Regions from separate parts of the Rattus norvegicus genome. Here region 1 is linked to region 2. A link is a contact called in public Hi-C data. All regions are on one chromosome and are shown on one strand. Each heading gives the region's core, a stretch centred on a gene start, on an enhancer-like site or on the middle of the called end of the contact. The rest is flanking DNA. Distances are from core to core; before and after follow the strand shown.

Region 1 (4,730 bases), core at 491-2,990, 200 kb after region 2:
GGACAACCAGAGCTACATAATGTGACACCGTCAGGGAAAAAAAAAAATTTTTTTTTAAAATTGTGTTTGTGTGTGCACATGCAAATGTGCCCGTGAGCATGCACGCATGTGAATGAACGTGAGTGAAGTTACTGCAGAGTCCAGAAGAGAAGGTACAGGCAGTTGTGAACTGATGTGGGTGCTGGAAACCAAACCCAGGACCTCTGAGAGAGCAGCAAGTGCTCTTAACCACTGAGCCATCTCTCCTGCCCACACTGTGGGGACCAGACCCAGCTCCTCACACATGGCAGTGTAAGCAGCAGCCCTCACTTCTAGGGCTAATGAGTCACCACCAGGGTACAAAGACTCACAAGGCAGAGAACATTCCAGAGAAAGGGGCAGGGCTTCCTGTCAGAGTGGGGACACCCTGCATCTGTCAACGAGCCTAGTTCCCATGCCCTACTTGACTTGGCCCAAGAGATATAGTCTGTGGTGGTGATCAGGGAGATGAGAGAGTTGGGAAGGCCTCACCCGGGAGAGGAACAGACCAGCCCTAAAGCACATGGTACACGGCTACCACACCCACTATGCTACTGGAAAGGGACCCAAAGCTAGGATTTTCCCCCAGCTCCCCTGTGCCTGGGGGCCACCTTTAAAGGCCCCACGAGGCATGGCAGGCATGGTGGCACACACTTTAATCCTAACACTGAGGTGGGCAAAGGCGGGCAGATCTCTGAGTTCCAGGCCAGCCTGGAGTGATCACAGAGTGATCACAGACCAGGTCCACAGTGAGGCCCTGCTCAACCATCCAGACAAAAAGGTTCAGTACAGGCTCTGGGAAGGAGAATGGAATCACTCTGAGGAAAGACCTAGGTTGTTTGAAAGGGGTCTTTTCCCAGTTTCAGCATTCCCAGCCCCTTCTTGGTCACCTAAGTTCAGGCACCACACGAACTGCCATGTTGTGGGTGTAGGCTGATGACACTTCTGAAGTCCTCTAGGACCCTGGTCCTCCAGAGGTCCATGGTACATACTTCAGTGTGCAACACAAGCTCTGAAGTGTGTTACCTCTGTGTGTGGAATGGGCTGTGTGTGCATTCTTTCTGGGGTAAGTATGCCTGGCTTCCCCGTGTGGGAGGACGTCTGTGTGCCATGTGTATGGTCCCATGTATCATGTGCTGTGTGTATCTGTGTTTATGTGGTATGTGTGCGAGTACCTCTTTGTGTCTGTTTTTCCATGTGTATGATGTGTTGTTACATGTGTGCCTGTGTCCATGTGTATCAGTTGTGTGTGTGTGTGTGTGTGTGTGTGTGTGTGTGTGTGTGGTGTGTGCTTCTCCATGTGTGGTATCTGTACATGTTGTATATACAGTGTGTGTTATGTACCTGGACTGTGTCTGCTGTGAACATCTGTGGTATGGTTTTCTACGTGTGTGGGGTCTCTATTGGTGTCGTATGGTGTGCCTGTCTGTGTGTTCTCCCTGTGTGTGGGGTCTCCAGGTGGTGGTGAGTATGTGCTGTCCTCTGTGTGTGGGGTCTCTGTGGTGTGTCCTACTTCGACCTCCAAGATTTTTTCCTTGCATGGGTCTGTTCTGTGCGTTACCAGCCTCTCCGTGAAGGTCAGGTCTCCCGGTTGCAGACTGGAGGCCGAGTTCCCCACAGTGGGGAGCGCAGAACCCAGGATTCAGGGATCACAGCGAGCACTGCCTAAGGGAAAGTTTTCAACACCGGACTAGAGCTGAAGTTTCGCGGCGCAAAGCCAGGCCAACACTGCCCCCGCGCGGTGCGGCGCGGCGCTGCAGGCGGCCGGGGAAACAGAGGCAGAACCCGCACCCGCGGTGCGCAGCACTCCAGAATTCCACGTCCTGGGTCTCAGCCTGAAAGCCCAGAAAGGGACCGAGGCCCGCTCCAGCCCAGCGCAGATGACGTTGACGCATCGCGTCGCATACCGGGTCCGGATCTACCTTTCTTCAGCCCTTCATCATCCCCAGCCCATCTGGTCCCTAAGATGACCGGCCCAGTCCAGCCCAAACCCCCAGCATTCGGTCCTCCCAGTTAGACTCCACTCCGCGCCGAGTCCGAGCCGTTTCTTCAAGGGCCAGCAGGTGGCGATAAAGACCTGGCCAGAGCGCAAGAACAAGGTGAAACTCCAAAGAGGGAGGGCTGGCTCCCAGGCTTCCCCCAGGGGTTGGGACATGGAGTGATGGGGCACTTGGGTGTATGTCAGTGTCTAGGTTAGTGCAGCAGATAAATGCTAGGAGGCGCCTGCCACCTTGACTCAGGCCACTTCCCCATGTGGATCTGAACTGCATCAGGCTAAAAGGACTAAGAATTACCCATACACAGGCCTCTTTTTCCTGGGCTGGGGTCTAGATACCCATACCCTCTACTAAAAGTTGGGCAGAGAAGCCTCTGGCGCTAAAGACAAGTTGTTTATCCACTCTCCTAGGCTGAGGTCATGGCTGGGGGTCTGCTTCAGGTATGGGTTGATTTAGGTTTGAGGTTGTGTAGTGAGTGCCCCCCACCCCTTGGGAAAGCATCCCTTAGGACAAGCTGAGCCCCTCGGGTGCCCTGTCCCCCCCCATATCACCAGCCTCATCCCAGCTGTGAATCCGCCCTAATCTCCCCCACCCAGGAATCCAAGTGGTCCCCAATCAGGCACCCAGAATGGCTCATACTGGAGGACCTAGTGATCCATCCCAGCCACCTGGGAGGTGTGTTTATTTGTGGGGCGAAGAAGCACTCTCCTCATTGCCTGGCATGGGTACACTTCTGAGCAGGGGGGCCTCTGGCAGGCATTCACCTGTGAGCCTGCTGCCGGTTTGTGGTCGGCAGAAGGAGCTGGTAGCCCTTAGGGCGGCCTTGCTTTAGAACGGTCTGCAGCACCAAACTGGGCAGAAAGGATTCCTAGAGGGAGCAAGGCACTGCTGAGGGGAGCCCAGGGAGGAGACGGGGAGCAGACAGGTTCCCTGGGAGCCCAGGTGGGAGGAGACAGGTCCCCGGGGCCCGGGGGTGGGGCGTGGCGGCAGGTGGTCCCTCCCTGCAGTTGGTCTAGACTGAAGCACAGCCCACCCACTCACTAGCCAGGCTCAAGGACTTCCTCCCCCTCCGCTCCACACCGAGGGAGGCCAGGCCACACAAATCCAACAGAGAGGCTCCCCTGCAGAGTCACTGAGGGCTGGTGCTTCTGCTGGCCAGCTGCCCTGGGCTGCTCACCAGCTTCTGGCTCCCGGGACAGGGCGATTTGCCCACCTGCTCCGGATTGTTAGGGGTGTCCAGGAAGGTTCTTAGGCCTCCCCTTGGCCTTGGGGCGGTGGCCCTGGAGATGAAGGGTAGGCGGCTGCTCACGGTGGCATCCTCAGAAAGGTAGAGCTGTGGTTCCTGAGCTGACCTGGTGAGGGGAGAGGAGCCTATAGCTTTTCGACCCTGAGTTCCAGGCCCATCTGCACTTCGTCCCCGGAGGACCTAGACCACAACCCTCCTGCTTTCTCTACCCAGAGCCTCACTCGCGGGGGCAGTTCCAGCATGAGGAGCTAGCCGCGGTGTCTTGGACCCTGGGTTGAAGGGCTCTGGGCAGACTGTCCAACCATCTCCCAACACTCCCAAGCACTCGCTCTGACACAGATACAGCTGGCAAAGCCGTCTGCTCGCTCGGTAAGATATTCTGCCGGACTAGAAGAGAGAGAGCAGAGTGAGTTCCCTGTCCCCTCCCCCAGGGAGGGGCATACTGATATGCCCCCACCCTCTCTCCTTCCTCTGGCTGGCAAGGCTAGACAGAGCCCTGTCTCCATGGCAACCACAGGCTCCCCAGTGCCTGTCGGTTGCCTCCAGAGAAGTCCTGGGTTTTAAAACTACCTCCCTGTGACTGTTTCTGCTATGCCACAAAGCTGATCTCTGCCACAGTCCTACTCCTACCCCACCCCACAATGGGCCCAGGATGCCAAGAATCTGCAAGGCTTAGAGGGAGGGAATCTCTCGGGGCTGGGCGCTTTTCCTGTATCACCAGAGGCTACCTCTGACGGGAGAAACTGAGAAAGCACATGTCCTGATGCTATGGGCTATGGCCACAGTACTCGGCCTGTTCTTGAGTTTCTGGAGCATTCTGACCACTGGCAACCACCCTTTGCCTCAATTTTCTCGGCAATCAAAATAACCAGAAGCCGGGGTGCAGGGCACGCCTGTAGTTCTAGCAGCTGGGAGGTGGAGGCAGGAAGATCAGAATTTCGAGGTTATCCTTGGCTACATAGTGAGTTGTGTAGGTCAGCCTGGGATTCACGAGACTCTGTCTCGATGACAATAAGTCAGCACTGCTAGTCCTAGTAGGTACAAGAGCTCTCAAGTCTATTAGCTGAAATTGTACTCTGAAGCACACACATGTGCAAAATACAACCACAAGTTGGGCTTCCCCGATTTATGTGAGTGCCAAGGGGAGCTGTACCGGGCGGGGCTGCTGAGTCTGCAGGACAGAGCTGGGTACCAGGAAGTCTTGTCTTTCTCATTGTCCTGCCTGCCTCCAGCCGGCCATTCACAAAAGTCAAAGGAAGCCACCCCTAGCGCTGAGAGCTCACTTCTGCCTAGGGCTCTGAGTTTCTCTCTTGGACGCTTTCAACATTTTTCAAGAGAGAAGATATTTCTTCTTCTAAGACTTGCTGGACATCTGGTCTGCCTGACCCCAGAATCTATGAGAAAGATGATTCTGGAAGCTGCCAAGGGACTGGGAAACTGAGTGAGCCGGGCTGGCTCTTTAATAACAA
Region 2 (5,115 bases), core at 1,344-3,843:
GAGGACTCAGGATTGCTTCACCAGGACAAAGCCTATAATGGTTACCAATTTGGTGACATTCCAAGTTTGAGGAAGTCTACACAGAAGTCCTATTGACTAGAAGGGATCATCAGTCCATGAGGAAGAACTCAGCCTCCTCTTGTGCTAGGGCTGTGCGGGCATGGGGTCTGCCAGCTTCTGCCTGCCAGTCTGGGCAGCACGATTCGGGGCTGGGCATTTCCCCCAGAAGATTCCACATACAGACTTCACTGTGGCCCAAGATTGCTGTCCTATCAAACAGATTAGGAAGGAGACTGGCTACACATGCTGGGTCCTGTAGCCTGTCTTGGGCTGAAGGATGACAGGGAAGCAGACAGAACTGGAGGGAAGGGCCAAAGGCACCTGGTTTGTGTCAAGCCTGTGTGGGAGCCCTTGGGAGCTGTGTGACTCTAGGCAAGTATTGTAGTCTCTTTGGACTTCCGTTTCCGCACGCGCAGAACCACAGATTGAAATTGCCTCTTGTTTCTCAACCTGTCCTGGAGAGTTTGGCCTAGCCAGGGGGACCCGGAGACCTCATGCGTGTGTATGAGGTGGGGTCAAAGACCGCCTCTTCCTGGCCCATCGGTGAAGCTCTCTGTATGGTCTGTGGTGTGTGGACATGCTGAGTACTACTTCATCAAAGAGAAGGAGTCTAAAAGCTGGGAGCGTGGCTTGGTTGCTAGAGTGGTCCACTAACACAGACAAAGCCCTGGGTTTGGTTTTCCAGCACTGCATAAACCAGAGGTGGCTGTCCCTCCCGGTACTCAGGGGCCGGTACTGCGGCAGGAGGGTTCAAGGCCGTCAGTTCTGTACTGAGTCTGAGACCATCATGTGTAATCTGAAGCTTTCTCCCGCTTTTCTCCAGCTATTTCCTTCATGCCTTAGTGAGTGAAGGACACACACACACACACACACACAGAGAGAGAGAGAGAGAGAGAGAGAGAGAGAGAGAGAGAGAGAGAGCGCACTGCATAGGTTAATTGTCCTTTCTAAGTGGCTTCTGGTTTTCTGAGCTCTGACTGTTTCTCTAACGAGACAGACAGGTAGAGAAGCCACAAACTAACTGGCACACAGTGGAGGTAGGGGTGGAAATGGGGTGGGTTCCATGTTCCTGTGGCTACCAACACAGACGCTGGAGGAATGCTGGCTTCCTCCCTGAGCAGCCTGTATCAGGGTAAGGGCCTGGGCAGCGGCTTAAACTCAGTTTCTTTCAAGACTCCAGGAGGCTGTGTGCCTCAGAGTCTCTCAGCACTTACTAAGCTCAACACTGTATCTAGGTGTATGCAGATGTGCTGACTTCTCCCAAGGACCAGCCGGTCTGGAGCTAGGCAGACTGCACTGGCTACAGGAGAGTCTACCCCAGGATGCCTGTGAAGTGTGTCCTGTTGGCCGACTTTTGGTGTGTTCAGGTGTGTTGCTCCTCAAGCGTATTGATTTGATCATGAATCCCCAGCCTCCACCCCCACACACTAGGTTGTTGTTTTGCCTTCATGCACACACAAGGAAGCTGAGGCTAGCCTGGTCTTCAGGCCCTGTCTACCTCCTTTGAGACAGGAGAGCCCTGGGTCCTGAAGAGCGACAATTAGGCTCAACTGGTGGGCCAGGGAACCCGCGGACACTGGCATTACAGTCGAATGCTACCAGGCCTGGGTCTCTGATGTTGGTGGTAGGGATTCAGAGCCAACTCTGGCCCTCGGGTGTGGCAAAGACTTTGCCGGCTGAGCCTTTGGGGGAGGCGGGGGGGGGGGGCGGCTGAGTTTTTTTTTTTTTTTCTTTTTTTCCGGAGCTGGGGACCGAACCCAGGGCCTTGCGCTCTAGCAAGCGCTCTACCACTGTGCTAAATCCCCAACCCCTGAGTTATTCTTTATGGGAGAAACTTGGCCATGTGGTTCTCTGGCCTTCAATTCCTAAGGTAAAGGGTGGGGGTGGGGAGTGAAGGGTCTGCTCTCCACCTGAGGGAATCACCACAGAAAATGTCAGTCTTATTCTGCCCCAAACTCCCTAAAGTGATCACCTCTGGAGACTTGGAAGCCCTCCTACTTAGTGGGAGCCACTTCCGCCAGCTCAGGCAGAGCATTCTAACTGGGGAAGTGCGGTGGGTCCCTGGATCAACTCTACTCTACCCTCCAGAACCAGCTCTGGAAACTTCTGAGTGAGTTTCTGGCATACAGATTGACGACTTGTTGATCCAGGTCAGTCACCTGACCGGGTCACCAGAGTCTGGGAAGATCTCTGGCAGCCATGACTTCCCTCCCCGGGCCGTGGGCTCCAGCGGCTGGGAGCGAAGGGGTTAAGCGTTTCTGGCGGCCGCCTGCTGTCTGCGGTAGTTCCCCCTTCCCAGGCTGCTGCTGCAGGGGTTGGTTGGAGAGGAATGTTTGTTATGCGGGGCCGGGAGGGAGGGAGGACCGGAGTGTGTGTGGGGGCAATCGAGTGGGGGCCGATAGGCCCTACGGCTGGGCTCCCCCAGGTTGAGCAATAGCCCCAGGGTTCCAGTAACTTCGACCTCCCTCCCTCCCATCCCCCCACCAGCTCTCCTCACTGCCTGAAGTGGTTCAGGCTTTGGAGGCTCGAGAGTTTGGGCTTCTAGGGAGGCGGAGAAGGCCACCCCGGCAGAATAAGCCCAACCCAGCCTAGGTGTTGCAGGGCCACAGCCGTGGGCGGGGCCTTGTTGGTTCTCTTGGCTCCGGGCTGCAACCCACGCAGGCGTGCAGAGGTCACTGTTCCCGGCCAGGATGCTCAGAAACTCCACCGAATAATCTCAGCACCGCCCCAGGGTCGCCGGAGCAGGAGGCTCCCGCTGAGCCAACCATCCCAGCCTCTTTCCCTGGCTCGGCCTGGCAGGTGTGCAGATCGCCGACCACCCAGGTCCTTGCCTCTGGGACAGTGAGGAGAAGCAAGGGAGGCCAGTTGGGCTAACTTGGGAAGCTTCTGTTTTTCCTTCCCTCCCTTCTTCTGGTGTGTCTTTGTAGCCAAGATCTTGTTAGGTACCAAATATTCACCCGTAGGCCAATGGGCCTCAGGCTCATTTCTTCCTCCCAGGGGCATGGCACTTCCGGTGAGAGTCCTCCTACACTTGGGGAAGGGGCTAACCCCTGTGCCCTCTGCCAACAGCCCAACTCCACCTCCACTACCTTGAGGGTCATCAGCTTTAGAACCTCCAGCCCAGACTGCCTGATTTTTCTTATCTACACAGTGGGCTCCACTGCCAGAAAATGCTAGACTCCTTTCCTCTTCTGGGGATTGGTGGTGCGGGGAAGGGGTTTGTCTGCTCCGGTGCCCTCATCCCTGCAGAAGTGCGCAGCTGACACGTGACTTTTGGGTCACGTGCCCTCTAGTGTGGAACTGGAAGTTCCCCTGAGAGTCAGAGCCGTGTGTAGGTCAAGAGGTGGGGATGAGAGGCTTGACTATGGGACAAAAGGAATGCTTTGCGCAGAGGCCCCTCTTACATTTCTTCTGCGGTCAGTTTTTACTTGGCCCTCACTCTGTAGACTAGAGATCCTCCTGCCTCTGCCTTCCTAGAGCTGGATTCAAAGCCCGAGGCACCAGACTCCAGTTGAGTGCTTGTGTCGTATAAGCCTGGTCCACGCTAATCAAACATCGCACTGCAGGGGAGGCATATTACACTACTTGCTCAGAAATCAGAAAGGTTGATGACTCTCCTAAGGTCACACAGCTTGAGGGGACCCTGCAGAGACCACAGTGCTTGGGTAGCCTTTGGGCTTGTGACTCAGCACACCACCACCACCCCTGTCACAAAAATGGGGCGAGCACTCCCAGCCCTCACAGATTCAGATCCTCCCGGCAGAGGGCATACAGCAGGATGCACAGGGCTCCCTTCACTGCCCCTGCTTCCCTGTGGCTGGGAAAGCCCAGCGGACAGACTGACAGACCACTGACTGGCGTTAACTCCCAGCTACTCTGCCTGTGGGCTGCGCGGCGTCCCCACCTTCTCTGGAGCAGGTTTCCTTTAAGAAACCCAAAGATTGATTTCCTGGCAGGCTGTGTGCGAGGAGCCGTCCAAATGGTTTGCATGTCTGCATTTTTTACTGCTCCGTTTAATATGTATGCAAATGCCGGCCCTGCACCGCCCGGCTGCAGTCACACGCGGAGCCCATTAAAGCGGCCTTCCCGGGTGCGCGCCTCATTCGAGGCGACGGGCTCGGCGACCCTGATAGATGGGGTGCTCGACGGAGACAAATGACGCCTTTGTCATTTCTTTCTCTCCTTTGAGAGGGGGGTGGAGCCTAGGAGCCCACAGAGAAGATTTAAATATATGCAAAATTGTTTACTGGGTTTGGGGCCCAGTGTAGACCAGAACCACACTGGGAGCTAGATGTCCGGCTCCCCAGGGGAAGAAAGGCTGGAGCTTGCAGGATGATGTGAGCCTGAGTGAGCAGATGCCTCTCAGCCAGGAAGACTCCCCCAACCCCCAGCTTTCGGGGCTGTGACTATATGGGAATAGCATCAGCTAGCCCATGCTAACCTGTGGGGTGTGCCTGGATCCCATCCATTGTGCAGATGAGGAAACTGAGGCCCACATAGAGCCCTCCACTGGGAAGGGGGAGAGTGAAGCAAGTGGGTGGGGTGCTGTGGCTCTTTGTGTCGAGCCTTTGACCTTCACAGTCCTTCCCCAGTCTTGCGCTAAGAGTTTGTTCTCAACCAGGGTATGTTGGAGCTTGTGTGCTGCCTGTGAATCTGCCCTGTCTCACCCCACACAGACCCCTGCTCTTCTCTCTCCTCTCCCATGGTCAGTCCCCACCTGCCAGATGACATAATTCTAAGATCGGGCTCCCTATTTCCCAAGTGTATCTGGGATGCAGCAACACAGTGCATGCTGTGGGGAATCAGAGCCTAGAGCCTAGAAACTGGGAACCAGAGGCATCAAAACCCAGAAGATTGCCTCTGTGTGTGTGTGTGTGTGTGTGTGTGTGTGTGTGTGTGTGTGTGTGTGTGTGGTGTTCAGGCATGCATATGTGTGAGTATGCACAGGGTGTGCATGTTTGCGTAGCATGTTCCTGTGTGTGGAATGCATGCGATGATGTGTGTGCTTATGTCCCACTGTGTTGTGACTGTCCTGCTGGGTGTGCCTGTGTGTGG

What was found. A called contact is a pair of places that touch in the nucleus more often than the background predicts.
Region 1: a contact with region 2 is called in a Hi-C map of liver, with 4 times the contacts expected there. The contact joins two enhancer-like sites. A contact is called at or near these places in 6 of 12 Hi-C or Micro-C datasets (Schwann cells, kidney, liver and 1 more).

The regions. Positions count from the first base shown.
Region 1 is chr3:34,475,856-34,480,585 of GRCr8, forward strand. C3h9orf50 (similar to human chromosome 9 open reading frame 50) reads right to left here. Exons shown (of 6, transcript NM_001100979.1): 4 at 3,483-3,648; 5 at 3,193-3,367; 6 at 2,670-2,883. The coding sequence ends at 2,776. Among named protein-coding and RNA genes, the nearest start is that of C3h9orf50, 6.5 kb to the right of the region's middle. Within about 2 kb of position 1,741, at least 35 of the 93 cell types and tissues checked have an H3K27ac peak or open chromatin away from gene starts, as enhancers often do. A contact at or near this core is called in Schwann cells and liver, where this site is marked.
Region 2 is chr3:34,277,433-34,282,547 of GRCr8, forward strand. No RefSeq gene overlaps it. Among named protein-coding and RNA genes, the nearest start is that of Ier5l, 140 kb to the left of the region's middle. Within about 2 kb of position 2,594, at least 39 of the 93 cell types and tissues checked have an H3K27ac peak or open chromatin away from gene starts, as enhancers often do. A contact at or near this core is called in Schwann cells and liver, where this site is marked.